Linked DNA regions of Sus scrofa: region 1 is linked to region 2. The links are chromatin contacts, called in public promoter capture Hi-C maps. All regions are on one chromosome and are shown on one strand. Each heading gives the region's core, a stretch centred on a gene start, on an enhancer-like site or on the middle of the called end of the contact. The rest is flanking DNA. Distances are from core to core; before and after follow the strand shown. Region 1 overlaps DNAJA3 (dnaJ homolog subfamily A member 3, mitochondrial). Region 2 holds the start of UBALD1 (UBA-like domain-containing protein 1).

The links. Promoter capture Hi-C pulls out the DNA fragments that hold promoters and counts their contacts.
Region 1: a contact with region 2 is called in a promoter capture Hi-C map of liver, with 4 times the contacts expected there. The contact joins the enhancer-like site here to the promoter of UBALD1 in region 2. A contact is called at or near these places in 1 of 5 promoter capture datasets (liver), 3 of 47 Hi-C or Micro-C datasets (embryonic fibroblasts, heart right ventricle and liver) and 2 of 2 datasets of contacts at active chromatin or transcription factors (alveolar macrophages and skeletal muscle).

The regions. Positions count from the first base shown.
Region 1 is chr3:37,885,889-37,892,151 of Sscrofa11.1, forward strand. DNAJA3 (dnaJ homolog subfamily A member 3, mitochondrial) reads right to left here. Exons shown (of 11, transcript XM_003354626.4): 9 at 5,975-6,090; 10 at 4,150-4,247. Among named protein-coding and RNA genes, the nearest start is that of NMRAL1, 17 kb to the left of the region's middle. Within about 2 kb of position 3,838, at least 5 of the 83 cell types and tissues checked have an H3K27ac peak or open chromatin away from gene starts, as enhancers often do. A contact at or near this core is called in liver, where this site is marked.
Region 2 is chr3:37,749,398-37,755,161 of Sscrofa11.1, forward strand. It overlaps UBALD1 (UBA-like domain-containing protein 1), which reads left to right and starts at 3,865. Exons shown (of 3, transcript XM_021086690.1): 1 at 3,865-4,746. The coding sequence starts at 4,627.

The sequences.
Region 1 (6,263 bases), core at 2,588-5,087, 140 kb after region 2:
GACCTACACCACAGCTCATGGCAACATCAGATCCTGAACCAACTGAGCAAGGCCAGGGATTGAACCCATGTCCCCATGGATACTAGTTGGATTGTTTCCGCTGTGCCACAACAGGAACTCCCCAAATGCATCATTTTAAAGGCCCACCAACCACGAGGCTGGACTAGACTGTGCTCAGTATGTCTGGCGAGCTCTCCCAGCTCAGAAATGTCCTCAGAGACAGCAGTGGCTAAGAGAGGTCTGAGCGGTCACAAAAGCCTGGGTGGCCAGGAGACCCCAATGTCCAGGACTCCCCAGGTGAGGCCCCAAGTGCTTTACCCAGTGATCTCATTTAATCACATGAGAGCCTTGTGAAGTAGAAGCTACTCTGCTCCCCAACTTACAGATGAGGAAACTGAGGCTCAGAGAAGAGAAGAAACCTGCCTGAGGCTACACTAAAAACTGCAGAGCTGGGACCTGGATCATCTGAGAGCAGAACCAAGCTCTTCATTACTCATCACGACGGGGACAGAAACCCTCAGGGACCGTCATCGCCCTCCTCCCCCCGACACTGCTGTCCCCGTCACCTCGGGGGCAGGAAGCAGTTATGCCCCGGGGCCACAACCTGGGAGAGCCAGAGTAGGCACCTAGTTAGCAGGTTAATGACTCACAGCAAAACACAGACAGGCCTGGAGACGGACACCGGCTTAGCGCCCTCTCTCTGCATGAAACTCGGGCTCCCTCAGGAGCCAGGCCTACTGACAGCCACGTCAAAGAACTTCAGCACTGAATTTAAGATCCTGAACCTAAAGTCAGGGATAACCTGGGAGCCTCTCTCTGCCTGTGGATGACAAGGTCAACCCCAACATGGCATCTCTGGCAGGGAGGAGGGACACAGGACGTCCCGGGCACACGGCTGCCTGCTGGTCTCGCTGCAGGACACATGCACGAGTGCCTTCTTTCCGAAGTGAAGGCGGCTGGTACAGCATTCGCGCCCCTGCGGTCAACAGGGAGGTCCCACCAGCCACACGGGCGGGTGTTTCCAGTCTGCACCTCCAGGAGGTGATCGCGGCAGGGTGGCCATGCAGCCCACTGCAGACGGACCCGGGCCAGGACTGCTCTCTCAACCAGACCCGGCTTTCCCACGCAGGGGTCACGGCTCCCTCCCTCAGAGAGAAAACGAATACAAGTAAACCCAGCCGGCGGGCGCTGTGCCCATGCAGGGGGTTCAGAGAGGACTGTCCGGTTTACCACAAGCGGGGCCTCCCAGGGAGGAGTTTGGGATGGCTGCTCACCACGGCACGTGGACGTTCCCGGGCCAAGGCTCAAACCCGCACCATAGCAGTCACCCAAGCCGCTGCAGTGACAACGCTGGATCCTTAACCTGCTGCACCTGGGCCAAAGGGAACACCTGGGCCAAAATACCTCCTCCAGTTACAAACTCCTCACGTAATAAGCAAGGCCTAGCTCTTATTTGGGGGTTCAGCGCTCGGCCGGTGCTGCGCCCCTACACTGTAAGTGGACGAGGGCCAGGACCGTCTCTCTGCGCATCACTTCTCAGCCCACGGCAAATGCTCAAGGACCATCTGTGTGAAGAATCCGAAGCCAGGAGGACTCCAGGAGGACTGGACCGGGCCCACAGGTGTAGGTGTGGGTCTCTACTCGCAGCCTGGCTCCCTGGGCCGTCTGCAGGCACAGACGGGGCCAGCAGCGCGCCTCTCGCTCTAAGGAAATGTCTCTCCCCTCATCCTCTTCTTGCCTCCGATCTGCCTCCACAAAGGGGATCCTCGATAGGGAATACTGTCAGCTGGTCCGAGAACGCACGAGGGAGATGCACACCCCAAGAGGCTCTGGATCAGGTTCCTACACTACAGCTCAACAGAAGGGCGGGGGCTGGTCCAGGAACTAATGATGAAACAATCAGCCACGCTGTCTCTAACCCAAAAGGTCACGTGGTAACCTCAGAGTGCCCAGTCCCCTGAGAGCACTAAGGGCCCCAAGCATCCTTCTGCTTCATAGACTGGGAACGAAGCCAGGGTCAGCCATTAAGGTTTTCAGCAGCTGCTTTAGCGAATGGAAATAAACAACATCAAACCCACTGAACACTTTAGGTCCGTTTCCTACGTGACTGAAACTACTCCAAATGCCCTCTTGGTACCCTTTCCCGGAATGAAAGCAAAGACACTCAGGAATGAATGTGTTCGTGCAGTGGCACTTAGAGGCTCTAAAGAAATGACACTGGGAGTTCCCTTGTGATGCAGCAGGTTAAGGATCTGGCGTTGCCACTGCAGGGGCCTGGGTCCCTGCTATGGCATGAGTTTGATCCACATGCCGCAGGTGCAGCCAAAAAAAAAAAAAAAAAAAAGGTGACACTGTAGCCCAAGAACCACTGACGACTGAATTCAGCTGCTTCCAGTACAACCAAGACTCAGGCTCTACTTAAATACAAGGGGGCCCACTCTCAGAGGAGCTGTCAGGAGCAGGGAATTACAAGCACTGGTGTGTTTTCACATGCAGACTCCAAAGGCACCCTTCACGGTGTGAACATGAGGCCCAACACATCCAGGCAGCAGGATGACAGATGATGCATCCTTCAAAGCCAATGCTAAGATTCTAAAATGCAATTTAAAAAATTCTGTCTGGGAGCCAAATTTCTCACTGGAATACAATCCTGAAATGCCAATGGAAGTGAATAGGAAAAAAACAACTTGGCCTACCGATTTCACTTTATAAACGACTTTTCAGAAATGTGTGCAATGCATATATTAAGGTTAAGACTCAGCAAAATTATGCCAACGGGAAATCTGAAAGCAAGATCTGGTCCAGTGTCCGGCACACAGGAGCCTCCCAATAAGTCCCGGCCAAGCAAGGGAGGGAGTGAGCTAAGAGAACAAGGAGCAGTGGAAGCCACGAGGGTTCTAACAACACCCGTAGGCTGACACTACAATAGGCCCCCAATCTAGGCTCTCGGAAAGGGGATCAAAACAACAACTGGTGACTCCAAGTTCCCAGCCTTCAAATATAGTGAAGGAGGCCGAGGTCCTGACCCGGGCTCAGCTTCAGCAGACCTCACTACCCCAGTGGGTGGGAAAGAGGGCCGAGCGCCGTCTGCAGAACAAACCTCACGTGCTACATTGAGTCATGTGGAACAACGATCCCCACTTCCGTTTAGTTCAAGAGATGTTAACGAGAAAATACAAGAAAAGTCTGTGAACCAAACCACTAAAATAAGTCGGCCACGGACAGGATTTGCGATGGCTACTTTTTCACAGAGAACTTGGCCCTCTGGACTTGACAGGAGCTTGGCCACGTCCATGCAAAGGAGGCGGCGGCTGCTGCTGCTGCTGCCACTGGAATGCACCCGTGCCCTGGAGCTGCAAGTCCAAGCTCTCCGCCCCTGGCTCCGGCCACCTGCTCTGAATGACTACACAACGAATCTAATACCATTCAAGTTCTGAGAGGGCGAGAGGCAAATCCAGGACACTGACAAAAACAAAATGATGCAACAAGGAGGCAACACGATGGGCAGCCCAAGCCAGTTCACCCCCAGCACAGCCCGTCCTGGCCCCAGCAGGAGGCCCCACCGTCAGAAGCAGCCATCCTATGGTGAGAACTCTGCTTTCAGGCATTTTGGTATCAAGTCAGTCTTATTTAACGGCTCTCCACAGAAGACGCATCATGTTTGAGCTCAGGGTAAGCAAGGTTCACAGCCCTCGGAATGCAGCGTCAGACTGCTGTGAACAGGCACATTTGGCATCACGTGACTACGTTTTTGTTTCTGTGTTTTTCCACCACTGTGGGAGCTGCTGTTTACAGAACACTCTGAAATCCTGGGGAAGCTTTCTGGGTTAGAAATGCACCAAGCCTTCCAATCCACCTCCTCCTTCAGCGCCTGCAAGATGCTCCCATGTAGGGATGTGCCCAAGGTCACAAGGCAAGTGGCAGAACCAAGGATAGAACTCAGGAGAGCTGCCCTCTGACGCACAGCTGCCACCTGGCAGGAAGCGCGTGGAACTCGCTAACCTGACCAGCGCGCCCAGGAGGGAGCGGCTGCCCTGCACGTTCCTAGCCCTCGGCCCCCTTTCCACCGCGCTCTCTGGAGGCTCCATAAAGATGCCTGAGTGGAGACCCCTCCGTGCTTCCCAGCCGCCCGCCCTCCAGCCGCCTCACCAGTGCTCGTGTTCGTGACGCCGTTCACCGTTCCCTCCACGTCGGTCTCGTCCTCGGCATAGCTCAGGATCAGGCTCTGCTGCCGGCTCGTCAGTCTCCTGTGGACCCAGCACAGTGTCTGAGTGTTTCCTCTGGGCTGCTCTTTAAGGCATGTGGACGCAGCATGGGGGAAACGTGGGACCCGAAACCCAGGCACAAGACACCCCTGAACTAAGAGCCCATGCTCTCAAAGCTTCCATAAGGTCAGCCTCCTAAACAGTCTAAAGATTTTTTTATTTTTGGGAGGGACCTCTTTTTTTTTTTTTTTTTTTTTGTCTTTTTAGGGCCGCACTCATGGCATATGGAGGTTCCCAGGCTAGGGGTCAAATTGGAGCTGTAGCCAACAGTCTAAACCACAGTCAACAGCAACAAAGGATCCAAGCCAGGTCTGCAACCTACACCACAGCTCACGGCAACACCAAATTCTTAACCCACTGAGTGAGGCCAAGGATTGAACCCGCGTCCTCATGAATGCTAGTTGGGTTTGTTCATTAACCACTGAGCCACGACAGGAACTCCTCTAAGTTTTTTTCAAACAACTGTCACTGTTGGAGCTCCTGTGTAGCTCAGCAGTTAAGGAACCCAACTAGGATCTATGAGGACGCCGATTTGATCACTGGCCTCGATCAGAGGGTTAAGGACCTGGCGTTGCCATGAGATGTGGTGTGGGTTGCACGCAGACCTGGCTTGGATGTGGCATTGCTGTGCTTCAGGCTGGTGGCTACAACTCCGATTCGACCCTTAGCCTGGGAACTTCATATGCCACGCATGGAGCCCTAAAAAAAATAATAAAAAAACTGCCACTGTGGCTATGCTAAATAGTTTACAGGCGCAACAGAAAGCTGTTAGAAATGTGTGTAGGAAATGATCCCATTAAAAAGGGTGCTGGAGGAGTTCCCATTGTGGGGCAGTGGAAACAAATCCAACTGGTATCCATGAGGACGTGGGTTCGATCCATGGCCTTGCTCAGTGGGTTAAGGAAGTGGCATTGCCATGAGCTGTGGTATATATCACGGATGCGGCTAAGATCTGGTGTTGCTGTGACTCTGGTGTAGGCCGGCAGCTACAGCTCGGATTTGACCCCTAGCCTGGAAACTTCCATATGCCATGGGTGCGGCCCTAAAAAGCAAAACAACAACAACAGAAAAAAGGGTGCCAGAAACCCGGTCCACCCAAGCAAGGTGGAAAGGCCCTGCTCTGGCTGCCCACAGCTCCCTGCTCAAGCTTTTCTCCCAGAGGACGCGGACATCACACGCAGATCTGGTTATAGATTCAGCTCTCTGAGAGTTCCCATCATGGCTCAGAGGAAACGGGTCTGACTAGCATCCAGGAGGTCACAGGTTCAACCCCAGGCCTTGCTCAGCGGGTTAAGGATCCAGTGTTGCCATGAGTTGTGGCTCGGATCCCAGATGAGGCTCGGATCCCATGTTGCTGTGGCTGTGGCGTAGGCCAGCCCTACGTGGGACCCTAGCGTGGGAACCTCCATATGCCATGGGTGTGACCCTAAAGAGCAAAAAAGAAAAAAAAAGATTTCTCTCTCTTACCAGAGGGTGAGCATCCTGACAGCAATAATAACACGATTAACAGCAGCAGCAACAGCTAAGCAGTCCTATGTTTAATCTTTCACTAACTCGATGAAGGTAAACTTTTTTATTATGTCCACTTTACAGAAGGGGCACTTGGGCGGGAGACACCGCTCGGCGGGTGGAAGGCCCTCGTCCGGCCCCACTCAGCGGGCAGAGCTGCAGAGAGCAGGCGGGCCTGGCGGCAGCGGAGAAACACTCACCTGGGAACTCGGATCTTGACGTGAATGTAGTGGTCGCCATAGCCATAGCTGTTGATCCGGGGGATGCCTTTCCCACTCAACCGAATCTTCTGGTCTGTCTGAATCCCAGCGGGGATCTAAAATCGAAAGGAACCCCTCGTTTCCCTTGGTCTCCAGTCACCCAAGTGGAAACACTGCATGACGCGAAGACCATCTTGGTCCCTCAAAAGAATCCATGCAGGCTTCTGAGCTCACCTGCCCACCCCTGGCTGAGCTGGGCTCCTGAGCAGAAGACTTGGAGGAGGGCGGG
Region 2 (5,764 bases), core at 2,615-5,114:
TCCTCTCTTTTAATTCTCTGTCGTAGGTTCTATTTTCATTCCCAATTTACTGAAGGGGAAAGAGGCTAGGCAACGTGGAGTATCCCACTCAGCTTGCATAGTAGATAAGTGGTAATACAGCTGGAATTTGACCCAGGCCACTCCTTTTAATGCCACGCTCTCCTGCCACCCCTACCCACCCCCACCCGAGACAGGTACCCTCAAGTGCCAGATTTCTTGTCTCTTGCCCCCAGATGGGCCTGAAGACACCCCCATCCCATGTGACCTTTCTTCTCTTCCTTTAAAAGGCTTTCTGTTGAATCACATAACACTGTTGAATCATATATACATAAATAGATATACCAACACGGCATCCAATTTACCAGGCTCCCTGTTTGGAGGGGAGGGGAGGAGGATACTAAGGGCCCAGATGTTCTGGCTGAAAAACAACCCTAAGAGCACGTCCTCCCTATGGATCGTGGGCCAGGGCAGCCGTTTCCATGGGCTGGATGTCTGATTAATTACATACTCCTCTCAAAAGAGCTTTGGACTTGAAGTGTATGGTTCTGTGCTTCTCCACCCACTATTTGGAGATAGGACCTTTCTGATTTGATCCTGGTTCTATTATCAACATCTTGGCTGATTCATTTTTTTATTCAACAAATATTTATCACGCTACTATGTAAAAAGCAATGAGCCAGGCATAGAGATTAAATGGTAAAACCCACAGATATGGAACGTTTAGTGAGAAACAGACATGAAAGGAGAACAAGTGTATAAAAATACAAAATATGGGTGCTGTAGGGAGTTCCCATCGTGGCGCAGTGGTTAAAAAATCTGACTGGGAACCGTGAGGTTGCAGGTCCAATCCCTGGCCTTGCTCAGTGGGTTAAGGATCCAGCGTTGCCGTGAGCTGTGGGGTAGGTCGCAGACGTGGCTTGGATCCCTCGTTGCTGTGGCTGTGGCGTAGGCCAGTGGCTACAGCTCTGATTAGACCCCTAGCCTGGGAATCTCCATCTGCCATGAGAGCGGCCCTAGAAAAGGCAAAAAGAAAAAAAAAAAAAAGGTGTTATAGGGGAATGGACTAAGGTGCCATGAAACACCAGGACCGGCGTACCATTGATAAGGGAGTCAGGGAAGGTTTCTCGGAGGAGGTGATATGTAAGCCCAGACTTGAAGTACAAGTAAGAACCAACCAGGCAAACTCTGAAGGAGTAGGTCAGCCTAGGTTCCAGGCAGGGAGAACAGCATGTGCAAAGGCCCTGCGGAGCTGAGTGAGATCCATGAGCTCAAAGCCCAGTGTGGCTAGAGTCAAGGAGGCAGGAGGGTTGGGGTGCAGAGGTGAGGAGTAAGGTCAGGAGTAAGGGCCCAGACCTCAAGGCCCCTCCGTCAGCCAGCATCTGGTCCTTGGAGTCATAAAGACAGACCCACTTCATGGCTTCCTAGTTAGGAGTCCTTCAAGTCTAGACTTCACGAGCCTCCTGAGGGAGCAGGATTGCTGCTGATGCATTCCTGTCTTCCCAGACCCAGTGGATGCCTGATAAACACATCCGTGGAGTGACTGAAGGAATGCAGGGCTCTGGGCCCTCCAACTCTGGCAAGGTCCTCAATCTCCCTGGACTTCAGATAAGATGAAGGCACTGCCCCAAATGCCTTTTATCCCTCCCTTCCCCCATCTACTGACCCCGACTGTCAGGCCCCATCCAAGCCTGTTAAGAAATCCAAAGTCCACCCTCTAGCCAGGCTGATCCTGGCTGCAAACAAGCTTGTTTTTCATTCCCTGCTGCCCTTGGAAAAACAAGCTGGCTGGGGGGCCGTAGGGGCGAGAGGGCGGACCTTCGCTCCTACTACCCCACTGCCCCACCCCAGGCAGCTGGCTGGCCTGGAAGAGCTCCTTCTGGGCTGGGCAGGTCTAGGCAGGCACCTGAGCGAAGGTACTCCCTCTCTCGCTAAGCAAGAAAAGCCCCCAGTGGGTCCTGCCAGGGCAGTGCCCATCCTCCTTTGCCAGAAACACACCTGCTGCTCACTGGGCGCCTGCTCTCCTCCACGGGCTCTGAACACTGTCAAGAGTGTAAAGAGGTTTGGATTCCAACCTCGGTTTCCTCATCTGTAAAATGGGGCTTGGGTCCCCTAGAGCAGTCCGGGTGGAGGCAAAGAAATGGTGCTCCGAGCACCAAGCCCATGCCAAGCACCTCACTGGCATTAATCTGCCAGAGCAGTCCTGGGAGAGCTCTGAGCTCTTACCTTGGGTTTCACAAATGAGGAAACTGAAGCTTAGAGCCGGAGGACCATGTCCTAACATCAGAATCATTAAGTGGCAGAGTCGAGACTGACACTTAGGTCTGTCTGGCTCCAGAGCCTGCTCACCTTCCACCATGCCTTACTGTCCCAGTGGTAAGGATGTAGCAGTAACTACATTTAGAGCCGCCTACCCCCGTGCTGTGCCAAGTGCTTTGGCTGCATTAAGTCATGTATGATGTTTTGTAAAGGTGAAAGGCCATTCTTTTTTTTTTTTTTTTTGTCTTTTGTCTTTTTAGGGCTGCACCTGTGGCATATGGCGGTTCCCAGGCTAGGGGTCCAATCAGAGCTGCAGCTGTCGGCCTACACCACAGCTCACAGCAACACCAGATCCTTAATCCACTGAACAAAGAGGTGGGCTCCAGCCCCCCCTCACACCCCCCCATACCAGTGCCCAAGCCCCCATAACTTGGGATATTTCAGGTCTAGTCCACTAGTCCCCCACAATGGCCCTCCCACCAGCCAAAGATAACCCTCCCTGGAAGAGTTCAGGGACCCACGAAGCGCTCTTCAGAGAGCACTGCAAGTCCTCCTTCCATGCACCTGCCCCCGGGTGGGACAGTGCTTTTGTTCAATCCAATTCTGCAACAAGGCCCTGAGCAGAGACGGACTGCCCTGGAACCAGACACACCCAGGACATCACCTGAACTGGAATGGACCTCCCCCCCACATCTGGTCTCCACAATGTTCAGACACAGTGACCCTAATGCGGACACTGGATCAGATCTATTGAAGGCCCTCTATGGCTGGCCTTTAACCCACCACCTCCAGGGCCTGTGCCGGTTTCCTTCCTGAGGGCACCGCCCAAGCTTTCTACATCTGCCCTTGGAATTTTTTTTTTTTTTTTTTTTTTTGGCCAAGCCCACAGCGAGTGGAAGTTCCTGGACTAGGGGGATCCCCTGCCACAGCAGTAATACGAGCCACAGTGGTGATAACGCCAGCTCCTTAACCCGCTGCACCACAAGAGAACACCTGTCCCTGGGAATTTTGACGCATGCCCCCACCCCTGCCCCCAGCCCACCCTTTTTTAGAGTTTGTTCTCTGTACCTGGGACCAGGCACAGAGTAAGGACCCAATAAATAGCTTCTCGTCTAATGAAACTGGGGCCAGGGAGCGAGAGGAATCTGGATAAGGTCATTCTGGGCGGAGGTGACTGAGCCTTCCACCCCTCCCGCCAGTTCCGAATCCGCCAGGCACCCCGCACACCAGATCTGAGACGTCAACCGGAAGACGAGCGTGCGGAGCTGTAAACACAGCCCGCAACACCCCACCCCCGAGCGCTCTTCAACCCCGCCCCCGCCATCCACGTGACGTGCCCCCGCCCGCCCCCGCCGCTGCCTCATTGGGCGGCCAGCTTTGTTTACCTTATATGGCCAGGTCCTAACACCGCGCGACCGCCCATTGGCTAAGGTGCGGCCTCACTCACTTGACGTCACTCAGGACTGAAGATGCAAATAAACCGAGGCATTCTGGGAATTGGAGTTCAGGGCCATCCCGGAACTGGCTCCGCGCGGTCCTGGCGCCCGCAGTCTGAAAGCCGAGATTTCCGGCAAAGCGCACGAGATTTTGCGTGGGAAAGTGGGAACCTTGAGCGGAGAGTACCCCTAGGCCGCCCTCCCTTCCTCAGCCGTACATCGAGCCTACTGTGAGCCTGGTTGAGCGCCAGGCCGGGGAGGGACCCGCGTCGCGAGTGGGCGAGGCGAGCTTGGACTCTGTGCTGGGGAGACTCGGAAGGCTTTCTGGAGGCTGTGACTTTAGGCAGAACTCTGAAGGGCAGATTCATTCAGTCACTGAACGGGTATTTATATAAGCGCCCACTGTGTGCCAGGCCTTCTGGGTCTTACGGCCCTAGTGCTGCCGATTTGTACCAAAATCCCAACTTCTCCCCCCACCCCACTGCCCAATAGTGCGCCCGCTCGACACAGAGGGCTGCCAACCACCCTGGGGGTCGGGATCCTCGGGTCCTAGCCAATATCCTGCGACCCGCGTTTGCGCCCATGCAGTCTGGAGTCCTCGCCTCCGGACCCCTCCTCAGTGTCGGGGATGGGGCGCGGGGCCCCCAGAGCTGCGTGCTCGTCCTGGTCCTGTACGCAAAAGGCGCCCAATGTTCAGACACACCCTCGGGCCGGCCCGGCCTGCAGCTCCCGTCCGGGCGAGGCGGAAGCGGCGCGGGACTACATCTCCCAGCATGCCCCCCGCGGCCCGGAGTGAGGCGAGGCTCGGTGAGTCAGAGCCGCACAGTAAATATTTGTATTAGCCGGAGCCGGCTCGCTAATGGTGGACGCGTGAGGCGGAGGAGCGCGCGGCGGCTGGAGGCCGGAGCGGGCAGGCGGCGGCGGCGGCGGCGCCATGTCCGTGAACATGGACGAGCTCAAGCACCAGGTCATGATCAACCAGTTCGTGCTGACGGCGGGCTGCGCAGCCGACCAGGCGAAGCAGCTGCTGCAGGCGGCCCACTGGCAGTTTGAGGTGCGCGGCCGGGCCGGGGCGCGGGTGTCCGTCCCCCGTGGCGGCGCGTGCTGCGGGGTGTGTGCGGGCCGGTGTGGACACGTGCGGCTGTGCCGGGGCCGGGCCCGCGCACTCGGCCCGGTGTTCCGGCGGTCGCGCGCCCCGGCGTCCGGGCCCCAGCGCGCACACGCGGCGTGTGGGTCAGGCCCGGCTGCGCGGCCGTGTCTACGCGGCCCCCGGAAACGCAGCCCGCTCCGGGTGGGCGGGAGGGGCAGCCTGGCTCCTAATCCCCGCCCCCCCATTCCCCGGCGGCCGGGTTACGGGGATCCCCCCGCCCCGCGTTTTGTTCTGGTAATGGCCAAGGCGAGGCGGCGCCGAGGCCCCGACGGACAGTTGGGCGGGCGGCAGGAAGAAGGACGCCCCAGCACTGGCCTGAGCCGGGCCCTCGCCGCCCCCACCTTGGATATGGGAGCCCCGAGCCCGCGGGCGCAGCTGCCCGCCGTGTGTGGGTCTGACGGTCTGTGTGTTGGATGGGCAGCCCGGTGCCGCGTGTCCACGTACATGTGCATTTGTATTTACGCACGCGCCACGCTACGTGTGGGCACGTGTAAACACGCAGTCCACCCGGGGCACGGGTGCGGGTGGGGGGGGAGGGTGTGTTCCGTGTACACACTGGTCGCCGTTTTGCAAACGGTGCTTACGCATGTGCACACGAGTGTACAGGTGGTGTGTCGGAGCGCACACTACAGCTACGGGACGGCATTTGTGTGCCCTGCTTCAGAGGCTTGTCCAGGTTCCCTTCTCTGTGCTGGCTAGTGACTCTACCATGGCATCGTGTACACGGTTCAGTAGTTTTCAGCCAGCTGGGCAGGAGGTGGGGCTGCCCCAGCTTGGCCCCCACCTCCCCAGGCCTCTTGGACCCACAGAACACTAGTGCCCAGGGCTTGTGTTGCCAGGAGGCCACCTGGCCTTCCCTAAGTCAGCCGGCCCAGAAATAACTCAGGACGGTATCTAGGGATGAGGCCAGAGCCCCTTGAGC